3 separate regions of the Mus musculus genome follow, and all the other regions are linked to region 2. The links are chromatin contacts, called in public Hi-C and HiChIP or PLAC-seq maps. All regions are on one chromosome and are shown on one strand. Each heading gives the region's core, a stretch centred on a gene start, on an enhancer-like site or on the middle of the called end of the contact. The rest is flanking DNA. Distances are from core to core; before and after follow the strand shown.

Region 1 (3,790 bases), core at 477-2,976, 75 kb after region 2:
ATGCAGCTAGGTTGGTAGGTGCTTGACTATCATGCAGGAAGCCCTGGGTTGGGACACTACATACAAGGCATGATGCCACCAGACTGTAATTCCATCACTCGGGAGTTCAAGTTCAAGGTCATCCTAGGCGACAAAGCCAGTGTGAGGCAAGCCTGAACCATATGAGACCTTTCTTCAAACAAAAACAATGTATGTGTGTGATACATATGTGTATATACATATAATTACATTTTTCTTGAGATTTGGTGTGTTGCTACATATTATAATGCTAAATTCTGTATCCCAAGGTTTAGTTGCCTCAAGAGGAGGGACTTCCTCATATACCAGCCTTTGTTGTGCAAAACTTGCTCCTTAATTTAAAACTACTAGTTGAATAAAAATGGCTACAGGCAATTACTGGAGGGAATAGAGGTAGGCATGTTTTTTTCCAGTTACCTGGTTGGGGGTGGGGGCGGGGTAGGGGTTGGGTTGAAGGTCATGGGTAGAGAGGAAAGAAGTGAGCCGGAGGGTAGAGGAAGCCACCATGAGAGGAGATGGATCCTAAACACTTGGCCAGGAGAAACAGCGAGTCTTTGGGGTACATGGCTGGGGAAATAGCCAGTCCAGCAGTTAGGAAAGTAGATTAGGGGTAGCTTCCAGAAACTGTCAAAGCCAAATAAAATAACCATAGTCTGAGTCTCATTCATTTGTAAGCTAGATTGGATATGTTTAAATTGGTTCAACTACAAGATTTTTGCAGGCATATACAATCTTTACTGTTACTTTCACGCATATCAACATATCCCAGCAAATCTGAGCAAAACCATGCATGGTGTGGGCTGTTGGCCCAAACGGGGACTTTGTTATATTGAAGTGGACAGCGTGATGATAGCTGTTAAAACAGGAGAGTACCCACACTCAAGCCTTCTACTAAAAAGGAGATACTTTGTTTCAGACAGCTATTTAGAAGTTGCCACAAGATCTATTCTAAGGGAATGAGAAGCATTCATTGGCTTGATGCTCTGGTGAGAGCCAGCTGCTCCCCCGCACAGCTCCAGGCTGCACACCCTTGGCCACACTCTCCTCAAATCTCTGCAAAAGGTTCAGGTTAGTTCTGGATTTTATTAAACTGCTCAGATCCTGTTTCCGCAAGGATTGGGGTTTTAAAGCCCAATAATCTTAAAGAATACTTCATTATTTCCCTTTTTGGAAATTAATTTAAAACAAAACAGATGGATGCTTCATGATTTGAGTGCTTCAATGTACAGAAGGCCCTGCAGTGCCTTGCCCGTGGAGTCTTCCCACCAGACCCTGCAGCCCTCGCTTCCCTCCTGGGAAGCAATTAGCAGTTCCTTTTTTTTATCTTTCCAGGGTGGTCTGCTACATCCTCTTCCTGTCACAAATTTTACCCCTGGAGAGCTGATCTTAGCTTGCCAGGCTTCCCTCCCTTTCCCATCCAAGGGAGACAAGGTCTCTGGGGACTTTTCTGTCAATGCCAACGTGTTGAAAGTGAATTTTTGTCTTAACGCCTCCTCTCAGCTCTCGTTTCTGTTCTGGCTGGGCATACCTTTTTTTACACGACAGCTGGTGGCCCCAGTCACCTTCTGGTGCATGATGAATGGAACCAAGAGGAGCAAGTGTTCTCTGATATCATTAATTGCAAGGTTTTTGCAAATTCAAAACTCAAAGAAAGGACAGTTGTCTCCAACTGTTAGCAGCTGTTCATTTGCCTGTGGTGGTAGATACCAGAATGCCCTTCTGCAAACCCTCTGGGGGCAGGCAGCTAGCTGCTGCCTCGGTACACATCTCTGTCACACTTCATTCTGATTTTATTTTTTAATCACATCTTAAACCCTTTCTAGAATCCCACTGTCTACTACCTACCAGGAGACCTTGGAGGAGTAACCTAACCTCAGTCCCATGCCCTAGTCTATGAAATGAGCAACCTCCGTGCAATGACCTTGTGGCTTCCACCCCTAAGAATTCCATAGGAATGGGATCTACTGTTAAGTGGTGAGTGTGGCTGCAGTCCTTTGCCCTTTACCTCAGAGAACTGAAAGCCTGAGGGAGTGGAGAATCCATGATCTTAACGCCTAGCTTATATGTTCCTGGGCCATTTGAGAGCAACTGTGAAAGGGCTTCCTGTCTTTTGACCTAGAACTAAGTCTCTTTACAAAAAACGAAAATCCTGTCCCTGTGCTAGGGCCATGAAAAAATCATGTTGAACTGTAGGTCCCATTTAAGAGATGGAAGTAGGCTGTTGTATTATAAAGGATCTGCCCTTATGAATGGTTTGACCTAGTCACCAATCAAAAGATTATCCTGATAGTAAATCTGATATAAAGCACTGTGATGGTTTGTATATGCTTGGCCCAGAGAGTAGCACTATTAGAAGGTGTGGCCCTGTTGGAGTAGGTGTATCACTGTGGTCGTGGGCTTTAAGACCCCCCACCCTAGCTGCCTGGAAGTCAGTCTTCCACTAGCAGCCTTTAGATAAAGATGTAGAACTCTTAGCTCTGCCTGCACCATGCCTGCCTAGATGCTACCATGCTCCCCACTTGATGATAATGGACTGAACCTCTGAACCTGTAAGCCAGCCCCAGTTAAAAGTTGTCCTTTATAAGACTTGCCTTGGGAGCTGGTGAGATGGCTCAGTGGTTAAGAGCGCAGACTGCTCTTCCGAAGGTCCTGAGTTCAAATCCCAGCAACCACATGGTGGCTCACAACCATCTATAACGAAATCTGATGCCCTCTTCTGGAGTGTCTGAAGACAGCTACAGTGTACTTACATATAATAAATAAATAAATAAATCTAAAAACAAAGACTTGCGTTGGTCATGGTGTCAGTTCACAGCAGTAAAACCCTAACTAAGACAAGCATCTTTGGGGGCAGGGATATAATTCAATCAGTCGAGTACTTGTCTTGCAAGCATGAGGAGCCCAGTCTGATCCCAGGAAGCCAGGTAAAAGACAGCCTTGATGCGGTGCAGGAGAGATGCAGCTAGGGAACCCTGGGGCTCACTGGTCAGCCAGCCTGAACTGTCCAGCAAGTTCCAGGCCAGTAAGAGACCCTGTCTCCAAAACCAAGGCGGATAGGTGGATGGCTTCTGAGGAAAGACACCTGAGGCTGATTTCTGGCATGCACACATGTACACACACACACACACACACACAGACACACCATCTTGGTTTTGTATCTTGGTTTCTCCCTCATTGTGTGATATCTTTGACCACCTGCATCCTCAACAACAAGCAAGCTTTTAGTAGATGTAACCCCTTGAGTCTCTGAAACCCTAAACTGAATAAATCTATGTATCTCTAGATCTATGTATTGGTATGTATGTATGCATGTATCTATATGTGTGTATGTATTTATGTATCTATGTGTTTATCTATCTCCCTACTTATTTATTTTGTGTGTTGTGTATGTGTGATATATAAATTTTCAGTGAGGGTGTGTACATGGGCAGGAACATGTTGAGGCCTGGGGTTGATGTCTGTTGTCTTTCTTGGCTGCGCTCCATCATTGTTTTCTGAGACAAAGTCTCTCACTGAACCTAAATCTGCTCATTGATTCAATTAGAATGGCTGGCCAGGGAGCTTCATGATCCACCTCTCTCTGTACCTGTCCTCCCCACCCCCTCCCTGTGGTTATAAACACGTGCCACAGCACCCCGCTGTCTACATGCATTCTGGCAAATCCAAACTCAGCTCAGGTCTTCAGGTCAGCCTTTATTTTAACAAGTGAATTACCCAGTGAATGGAATGAGGACTTGACTGCCCCAAGGTAAGTAGACGGGAGGTTTTTACT
Region 2 (4,358 bases), core at 2-2,501:
ATGATAGCACTTATGGTAGAATGCAAGTGCAGGTGCTATAAAGATAGAGATGATGGAGAAGGAAATATGTCCTCTGGATTTGATAGATTCTAAACAATACGCGGTTGAAGAGACTGTTGCACTGGAGTAAGAAATCCATCTAGACTGTAACAATGGTAATGAGGTGATAAAAATTGAGAGTGCCTACTGTTGGGCAATGGACAGAGGCCAGTAGAAAGGCTGCTCAGAGGAGACCTGTGAGCAGTAACCTGACCGAGTCAGAACGGCAGTGCTGTGAATGTAAACAGAAAGAAATCCAAGCGCAAATAGTGGTCAGAGCATTAAGCTTTCTAAATTGCTTTAAGAATTAAGGTAAATAACATAAGGATAGTGCTTGATATTGATACATAGTAACAGTTTGAATCTCTTCTACTTGGACCTAGGGATCTAAGTAAACAGAATTCACACTACCTCTGTGTTAGGGTGTGTGTGTGTGTGTGTGTGTGTGTGTGTGTGTGTGTGTCTCCATCCTTGCTGGTTGCTGGCGTCATACCGAGGGAATTTCAGTTGCCTGCTTATCTCTAGATCCAACAACAGTGGTCTTAGTTCTCTGTGACAAAGAGCCTGCCCAACCGTCAGCTGTCCCTTGCCTGCTTTTTCTTTCTTGAGAACATACTCTGTTTACCCTGCTAGCATTAACTAAAGAAGCCAGTCTCGTCCAAATTTTCAAAATGTAGAGGTGACATTTTGAATATCCAAGCAGCCTGGCTAGCAGATTCCCCCCCCCCCCCCAAGCTCAATATTCCATCCACACAGTGCCATGGAACTTCTGGCAGACACTGGGAGAGGTGGGGGAGAAGCGCAGTCTTTCTGAGCACTAAGCCCTTTCCACTCCTAGGCTGCTGACAACATCTCTAAAGAAAAGAACAAACAAGGCTGACTCCCTGTAAGCAGCAACAAAATGTTCCATCAGGCATTTGGGAAGAGCAGCTTTCCAGCATTTGGGAATGTGAGAGACTGGATGGCATTCGAAGCTAATTCCCCCCAGAACGATAGAGAGTAATCCCGGGGGGGGGGGGGGGGCTCAGCTGCATTTAAAATTCCATACTGTGAAAGAGAGTGGGCTCCATGCCAGGGCCAGGGGGTGGCAGCTGGGGATCCTGGAAACTGAGCCAGGAAGGGACGTGTGACAGACGGCCAAGGACGTGAGTGAGTTGGCAGTTTCTCTCTCCCTTGAGCGGAGCAGATAAAGGAGTCTGTGATGCCCCGTGGAGGGGAAGTTTGTGTTTGTTTTTCTAACCAAAGAGAAAAACGTGTTCTACCCTCAGAGTCCTTGGTCAGGAAACGGTTGTTTGCAGAAGGAAGAAGAAATTCCCCTTTGCTGTCTGACACTGGCTTCCCCATTCGCCTCCATGGGGCAATGCAAGCTGATGGACCATCTTGCCTCATGGATATGCTGGGTTATAACCAGGCACTACCCCTCCCCCTTTGTCAGTCTTGCCCGGGCAGCTCCATCTTGTCCTCATCAGCACAATTGTCCCACACTAGGAAATCTATACAACACGTCACCCCTCAGTTGCTTGGAGTTCTTTCTTTCTTTTTCTTTCTTTCTTTTTTTTTTCTCCCAGAACTGCACATCTCACCAAGTGTGATTTATTTAAAAGAAAACCATCAGGAACTGAACATCCAGACTTGGGCTAGGTGGGGGGGGGGGGGGGTGAATGCTCACGCTTTGAGTGAGAGAGAGGAATTGTGGGTAAACAGAATTTCCCACGTCATCTCACAGCCCATGATACATCTTTCTCCTAATATCTGAAGGAGGCTTCAGGAGGGAGGTGGGGGACTTCAGGCCACATTACAAATAAGATTTAAAAAGCAGATGTTTGAGGTGAGGGCAGAGAGGAAACTGTTGCCAAACACTACCAAAAATTCAAGAGTGTGGCGGTGTCCGCAAGCAAGGGCCTGTGAGCTGGGACATTGCTCTGGGACCTTCACGTGTGTTTTACTTTCTCTCTGTTCATCCCATCCCCACATGCGGCGTAGTAAGATTTCAATTCGCATGGTAAGCAGGGGAGAAGGGGTCATCAGAAGCTTCACGTTGGTGGGGGTGGGGGAGAGGGCAGCTGTGGGGTTTTTTCCTCTAAGCTTAGCCCTTAGGAGGACTGAGACAGGAGGACTGTGAGTTTGAGGCAGCCTGGGTTACATAAGACATAAGCCTGTCTCCAAAAGAAACCAAAACAAAACAAACGAACATCAAAAACCCAGCCGACAGTGGGGCATTGCTTAGTAATGTGTGTTTAGCAGCTGAGGTCTCTAAGCAGTAGGCTTGTGTGTGTGTGTTGATTAATGCAGGGTACTAACATAGCAGGTGAAGTGGTTCCTTTTCATAGGGACTGGCATTTTGCCTTAATTTACAGGTGCCAACCCGCAGAGATGGCCAGAATCCGTCTAAACAATAAGTTGGAGTCTCAAAGCTAACGCCTTCTGAAGCTGGTCCTGAGGTGCAATTAGAAGCACCATGTTGGCCTTTGTTCCCTCTTCTTGCCTCTGCTACTTTAGGACTTTTGAAATACCTGTGCTTTTTAGAGTCAACCCTTTCATAGGACTCTAACCCATGATCCTGTGGGGCAGTGGGCAATGCACAGACAGCCTGGTCTCCAGTCGAATATAGGTCTTGAACCCCGGGGGGGCGGGGGCCAGTGGGTGGTAATTTCCACCCATATGGGATGGAAGGTATTTGATCATGTCTCCTGGACCCCTGGCTCCTGTCAAAGTTACTACCCCCACAACCCCTTCAGGAGAGGTGTGTGGCTATCAGTCACGTGGGAGCAGCACCAAGCCTTCCCACATGCAAATAAGGTTTCCCCCAAGCTCTCAGTCCAAGCCAATGAGAGGTACCTGCTGTAGACCCCTGAATCACCCCCAGAACTGTATATAAACCCATCCAGGGAATTAAAGATGTGTGAGAACTACTCCTTCCTCTGAGTCTTTTGTTCCAAGAGCTGTAACACTTGGGAAGAGATCTGCTCTAACGAAGTGCCACCTGAGGTCCAGCCACACTCCTCACTGGATAGTTGGCTTCTCCAGCCCGACCAGACTCAGTGCAGAGCAACTCAGAGTTACCGAACGACCTGGAAGGCACAGCAGAGACTTTGTCTCCTTGCCTGCCCTCTCTTCCCTTCGCTGGAACCCTCAAACCAGGCTTGGCCAGAGATCTCTGTGGAAAACCTCTGTTACCCAGGCCCACATGATCCCTTGTGACATTCAGAAAAGTACCCTGAAGACAGGTGACTTCCAAGCCACTCTCCTGTCTGCCCTCCACTGGGAAGATGCAGAGCGGGGAAGCTGGAGAATAAGGGTGGAAATCACCTGTTTACCTTGTACAGGAAAATAGCAATTAAGCCAAATGAGAAATTAGTATTTACTGGTTGCAAGTGATCTTTTGAAGAAGCACATTTTCAAGTTCAATTAGACTCTACAGAACAGCTGTACACAGGAAGGATTGTGTCATGTGCTCATTTGTGTAGGGACACATTGAAAAGGATTGCAGAGGACATGTGGAAACTCCAAGACATCTGCTGAGCTTAACTAGCAATATTCATTTGACTAGTGAATAGCTTGACTCGGGGCAAGAAGAGTACTCTACTGAACGTCTTCTTGGATATGGCTCCCAGACACCGTCACCAGCTGCTCCCCTCCCCCCATTTGTCTCCGAGCAGCAGCAGCTCAGCAGCTGTTACAATTCAGCTACTTCATTTCTATTTTAATCAGAGCAGATTACTTTTGACCAAACTAGCATCTCTGGATACAATCTACATCACCGCACCTCTTTCCATTAATGAGAAATGGCCCCTTCTGTTCTTTCTCTGTTTGTGGGAAGCTCATTTGTCCGACCAATGTTATTATGCTAATTATGTAAACACCGGTTGCTCTTTCAGGCGATTTTGATTGTAAGAACTCTTGAAACTGCAGTGAAAGAGAGCAAAATGGGACAGACAGGTAATTAGGGAGATTGCAAAAAATCCATCCCCAGGTAGAAGAAAGACCATTCTAAGTGTGAGAATTTGGGCCTTTGGATTACAATGTGTTTTCATCATCTGGGCCAGGGTGATTCTTCAGTTCCTTGGAGGAAAATCTCAGGTGACTACCATTGACAGGAAGATACGTGAATAAAAACACGGGTGTGGTTCCTGTACAGTTGTGGGAGTGAGGACTGGGAAAGCCTGGGTCAAACTGGAGTCTTGCTGCCTCTGGATCCCCCTTGAGCGCCACCATAAAGAGATCTGCTGGGTTTGATGAATATAGGAGGCTCTGGTGAACAAGTCAGTCACTCAGGGGGGATCCAGGCCTGAGAAGCCCCCTGCTTCGTGAGAGTAGAC
Region 3 (4,164 bases), core at 1,636-4,135, 100 kb after region 2:
CCACCTCCCATTTCCTTGCAGGATTTCAGGATTACAGGCTTGCCACATCTAGCTTTATATTCATCATGTAGGGACTGAACTCTGATCCTCAGGCCTGCCAGGTTATCACCTTTGCCTCTTAAGTCATCATCTCAGCTTCTCCCAAGTTTTTTTTTTTTTTTTTTTAATGTATTTTCATACAGAAATTCTTAACCTTATCAAGTTTAGAAAATCCTGAGCTCTTAAGAGTAATAAAAGTGTGGTTTTGCAGGCTGTCAACATGAGCGACCCATTTTGAGTGATTTATTCCAAATTCAGACATTCTGTAGGCATAGGAATCTCCGGTATAAATCCATGAACTCTTGGGCCTTTTCTCTTCAAAGCCGGAGTGAAAATTTTATTGCTTTTACAGTAAACTGTGAAAATTACTGGCAGATGTGGGGACCTGGGATCTTTGTTTTTATGAAGCTCCAACTCAAGTGGCTGCAAGACATTTATACCAAATGAAATTCCCCGAGGCTCCTTATTTTTTCCTACTTTAAAAGCAGTTAATAACTTGGGACAATTACACACACACGCACACACACACACACACACACACACACGTATCTCTATCTATGTATCTATGTATCTATGTATGTATCTATCTATCTTTGAATGTATTGTTGTTGGCACATAGCCATCCACCTTTCCCTTAATCTCTTACTAACTTGGGGAAAGAAAGATCAATCATTTACTCAGTGACTCAAAGGGTTCCCCCTCCCAACTGTTACTTCAGTTTGTCTGTTGTTTCTTTGGGACTTGAAGCAAACAGCATCGAAGTGAAAACTGCATCTAAGTAATTCTCCTGGAGCCTTTTGGTCACTAGTGTTCCTTAGCCCCGCCCCCTTTTCATTAGTCTACGCTCAGTTGAAGATTTCTGACAGGCTTTTCTTCTTTTTGGTTTCTGTGCATCTATTGGAGAGACTTCCAACTTAAAACGGAATAAAAAACCAGCACTGGGCTTTATCGCTTTTCCTTGCTTCGTTTTTATCTTCCACCTACTTTTGCATGGGCATGTTTTAACCAAGGGGATGAAGGAGCGTTCTTCTACCTTCTCCACAGAAGGGAACAGTGGTCAAAAGGGACAGTGTTTAACTTTCTTCTGCATAAAAGAATCCACTGTTTTGATTAGTTATTATAGGGAAAAAGGAAATCAAAACGAATTTGGTCCCTTCACAATCTACACTCAGTGCTGCTATAGAACTGTCCCTCCACCCTCCACTGCACATTGCCTAGAAAAGGATCGCATCTATTCCCGAATGACCTAATGATTACACCAAGGTGGCTCACTGAAAACCTTCCACTAAGTCACACTGCATCAAATGGTGCTAAGTTTAAGTAGGCCACCTAGGTGCACCCCAAGAAACAACACCCTTCTATTCCCTTTCATTCACAGGAAAAATTTCACCTTTTAGAATCACGTTCCCGCAATGGCGTGAAAATACAGTCCACCTGAAACTCATCAATCCGGGACTAGGGGATCCCAAATATTGTTATTTGCTCCTTAAACCACCGGCAGCCACCCTGCTTAACACCTAGAGGCCGACCCAACACTTCCGGCATGATGATGTGCTAGAGTGCAGACTCCATCATTTAAGATCCCACGGCTGTGGGGTGACTCTTCACATTTGCAGTCCCCCTCCACTTGTCCGCCACGACTCCTAAGGACGCCGCCCTCACGGGCTGGGTATTTGATCTGGGGGCCAAGCGTTTCCAGACTTTTGTCCTCTGGCCCGAGCGGGGAGCAACGCCCGCGTCCCAGGCGCCAACGAGACCCGTGCGGGGAGCAGCCGCGGGGCCCCACCTGTCCGTCCTGAACCCTGCGGCTCGTCCTTGCGGCCGGTGCTGCGCCTGCGGCTGGGGCACGCGCCTCGGACACCGGTACGGGGCGGCAGTTGGCCTCGGGGGGCATAGCCCGGCGCCCGCAGACTGCGCCGAGACCCCGGCGACCCGGCGTTCCCGGCCGCGCGAGCGCGCTCGGTTGGTGCGCGCGCCGCTCCGCCCCGCCCGCCCGGCGCGCGCCCCCTGCGCGGCCGGGGTGGATCCAGCGCACTCCCCTCCCCCGAGCGCCGGCGGCAGGCGCTGAATGAGAGACGCCGACTGCTCGGTTGGGCGAGCGATTGCCTCGGAGCCGCGGGCGAAGCGGAGGCGACGGCCGCGGCTGCACAGGTCGGCGTGGCGTGCGGGCGTGTGGGGAGGCGCGGGCAATGGCGGCGGCGGCCGCGGTGCGCGGCGCGGGAGGGCGGGCTGCGGGTCGCTCGCGGTCCCGCGGTGGCGGAGGCCCCGGCGTCGCCTCAGCCTCTCAGGTGAGCCGGGGCCGGGCCCCGCCGCGCCAGCCACACCCCCTCTCGGCCGGGGCGCCTGCACCCCCGTCACCGAGCCGAGGCGGGTGACCTGTTGCGGGGCCGAACCGCCCGCGGAGCGCGGGGTGAGCGGCGCCGCGGCGGCGGAGGCCGCGTGCGGACACGGAGGGGGGTCCCGCACCGCCGCGCTAGCTGCCCGCAGCGCCTGGGATTCCTTTGCTGTGTGGGCTTAGGCGGGCTCGTAAACACCGGGCTCGGGGAGGCGATGGGGAGCTGACCTGGAAGGGAGCCCGGACCTGTGCGCTGCCGCCGCGGCTCCCCGCCCCCCTCGAAGCGCTTTTCCTGCCGCCGTGTGCGGTGTAGACGCAGGCGGGTTTCAGGGTGCGTGGGCGTGTTTGGGAAGAAGCTGCGAGCTGATAGGAGGTACCTTAGTGCGAATGTTAATTTGTTTGAGCTGGGAGGGGTGAGGGAGGAGGAAGAAAGGGGCCTGTTGGTGGCCGTGGAGGAGGGGCGTTTGCAACCCCAAATCCCTCTGCAGAAAGCGCTCTCCACCGAAAGCATCCAGCGTCTTTTGTTTAAGATCGGAGGATGAAAGCACGGGCGGCAGTTAATTGAGCCTTTCCTCGTAGGTGCTCTGCATCCCCTCCCCACCCCCACACCCCGTCTTAGTACGCTGAAGTAGCTATAGAGCTTTGTTTCGGTGTTGGTGTTTGTTTATGAGTTGACTTTGGCGTTGTTTATGTAATGTTTACCATCCGGTGTACTCGAGGTCGTGTGTCTTTGAAGATGACCATTCGAATTTTGTGGAACTTTTCATTCCTTGCATGAGAGAGTACCGCAGTGCCACAGTTCGTTAACTTGCAAACTGTAAAAGCCTGTCCCACCCAGATATGATTGTTCGGGCTGTAGCATCATAAATGTAGTAAGTGTAATACTGTTACTGCAGGAGTGGGATTTGTAACCAAACAGTATTATTTTAATAATAATAACCTCTACTGAATGTGTGTAGTCATGAAGCTTCAAAAATGTGGAAAATTGCTTGTCTTAGCCACATGTATATATTAAATGTGTCTATTAGAGTTCCCATGAATGGTTTAAGTATAGTTATTTGAGCTTAAATTCTGGCATAGTAATTTTAAAATAGTAAAACCCAGTCCATTCTATCTCACCATGCATTGATTTCAGGAATTTGACTTTTTCTGCAAATACTGTTCTCTATCTTTTATTCACCAGATTGCAGCAGAAGTTGAAAGATCTGCTTGTGTGTCAAGATCCTAGTATACTTTTTGATATTACAGTATCAGGGAGGATACACCCAAAAATTCTGAGAGAAAATAAAATTTAAAAGATAGCTATGAACCAGACATGTGTGAGTAATGAATGCAATTTGTGTGCATTTTAAAAACGAGCTTACAATTAAAATTGGGGCAGTGGTTGCCTTTGGTGAAAGATGGCTTTGTTGGTAATAATAATTTGATTGCAACTTGAAACTTTTTTTTTTTTTTTTTTTTTTTTGAGGCAGAGCCTCACTATGTAGCTCTAGCTGTCGGTGGAATTCACTACATAGACCAGGCTGGCTTCTAACTGGCTGAGATCTGCCTGACTCTGCCTATGAGGAGTTGGGATCAAAAGCTCCTTTTAAGCTCTTGTCCAGAGGGTCAATTCTTCTAAACACACAGAGTATCTCCGCGTCCCGCTGTGTCCTGATGGGTGTGGAGGGGATGCTGCAGCGCACAAACGCACACGTGCTGTGATGGAGATAAAGTCATCAGTGGGCAGCTCTGTTAGTGTAGAAGTGAAAACTCAGGATGCCTTTTGAGTTAGGATACTGCTTGCATTT

What was found. Hi-C and Micro-C count contacts between places; a contact is called where the count stands out from the background. HiChIP or PLAC-seq counts read pairs in DNA pulled down with a chosen protein or histone mark.
Region 1: a Hi-C map of the HPC-7 cell line shows a contact between it and region 2, with 1.7 times the contacts expected there. The contact joins two enhancer-like sites. A contact is called at or near these places in 4 of 484 Hi-C or Micro-C datasets (the HPC-7 cell line, bone marrow-derived macrophages, nephron progenitors and 1 more) and 10 of 115 datasets of contacts at active chromatin or transcription factors (the HPC-7 cell line, double positive thymocytes, embryonic basal ganglia and 4 more).
Region 3: an H3K27ac HiChIP or PLAC-seq map of the HPC-7 cell line shows a contact between it and region 2, with 14 times the contacts expected there. The contact joins the promoter of 4930439D14Rik here to the enhancer-like site in region 2. A contact is called at or near these places in 10 of 39 promoter capture datasets (3T3-L1-derived adipocytes, the C10 cell line, the HPC-7 cell line and 6 more), 2 of 15 datasets of contacts at CTCF or cohesin (CD8 T cells and large pre-B cells), 12 of 484 Hi-C or Micro-C datasets (B cells, CD4 T cells, the CH12 cell line and 8 more), 30 of 115 datasets of contacts at active chromatin or transcription factors (the HPC-7 cell line, the SCID.adh cell line, bone marrow-derived macrophages and 19 more) and 4 of 9 other capture datasets (adipose tissue, embryonic stem cells, liver and 1 more).

The regions. Positions count from the first base shown.
Region 1 is chr1:156,961,972-156,965,761 of GRCm38.p6, reverse strand. No RefSeq gene overlaps it. Among named protein-coding and RNA genes, the nearest start is that of Ralgps2, 24 kb to the right of the region's middle. Within about 2 kb of position 1,726, at least 29 of the 459 cell types and tissues checked have an H3K27ac peak or open chromatin away from gene starts, as enhancers often do. A contact at or near this core is called in the HPC-7 cell line, where this site is marked.
Region 2 is chr1:157,036,219-157,040,576 of GRCm38.p6, reverse strand. No RefSeq gene overlaps it. Among named protein-coding and RNA genes, the nearest start is that of Gm30568, 43 kb to the left of the region's middle. Within about 2 kb of position 1,251, at least 204 of the 459 cell types and tissues checked have an H3K27ac peak or open chromatin away from gene starts, as enhancers often do. A contact at or near this core is called in B cells, CD8 T cells, the HPC-7 cell line and 22 more, where this site is marked.
Region 3 is chr1:156,937,515-156,941,678 of GRCm38.p6, reverse strand. 4930439D14Rik (a long non-coding RNA gene) reads right to left here and starts at 2,885. Exons shown (of 2, transcript XR_003948625.1): 1 at 2,621-2,885; 2 at 1,484-2,552. It overlaps Ralgps2 (Ral GEF with PH domain and SH3 binding motif 2), which reads left to right and starts at 2,053. Exons shown (of 19, transcript NM_001159967.1): 1 at 2,053-2,190.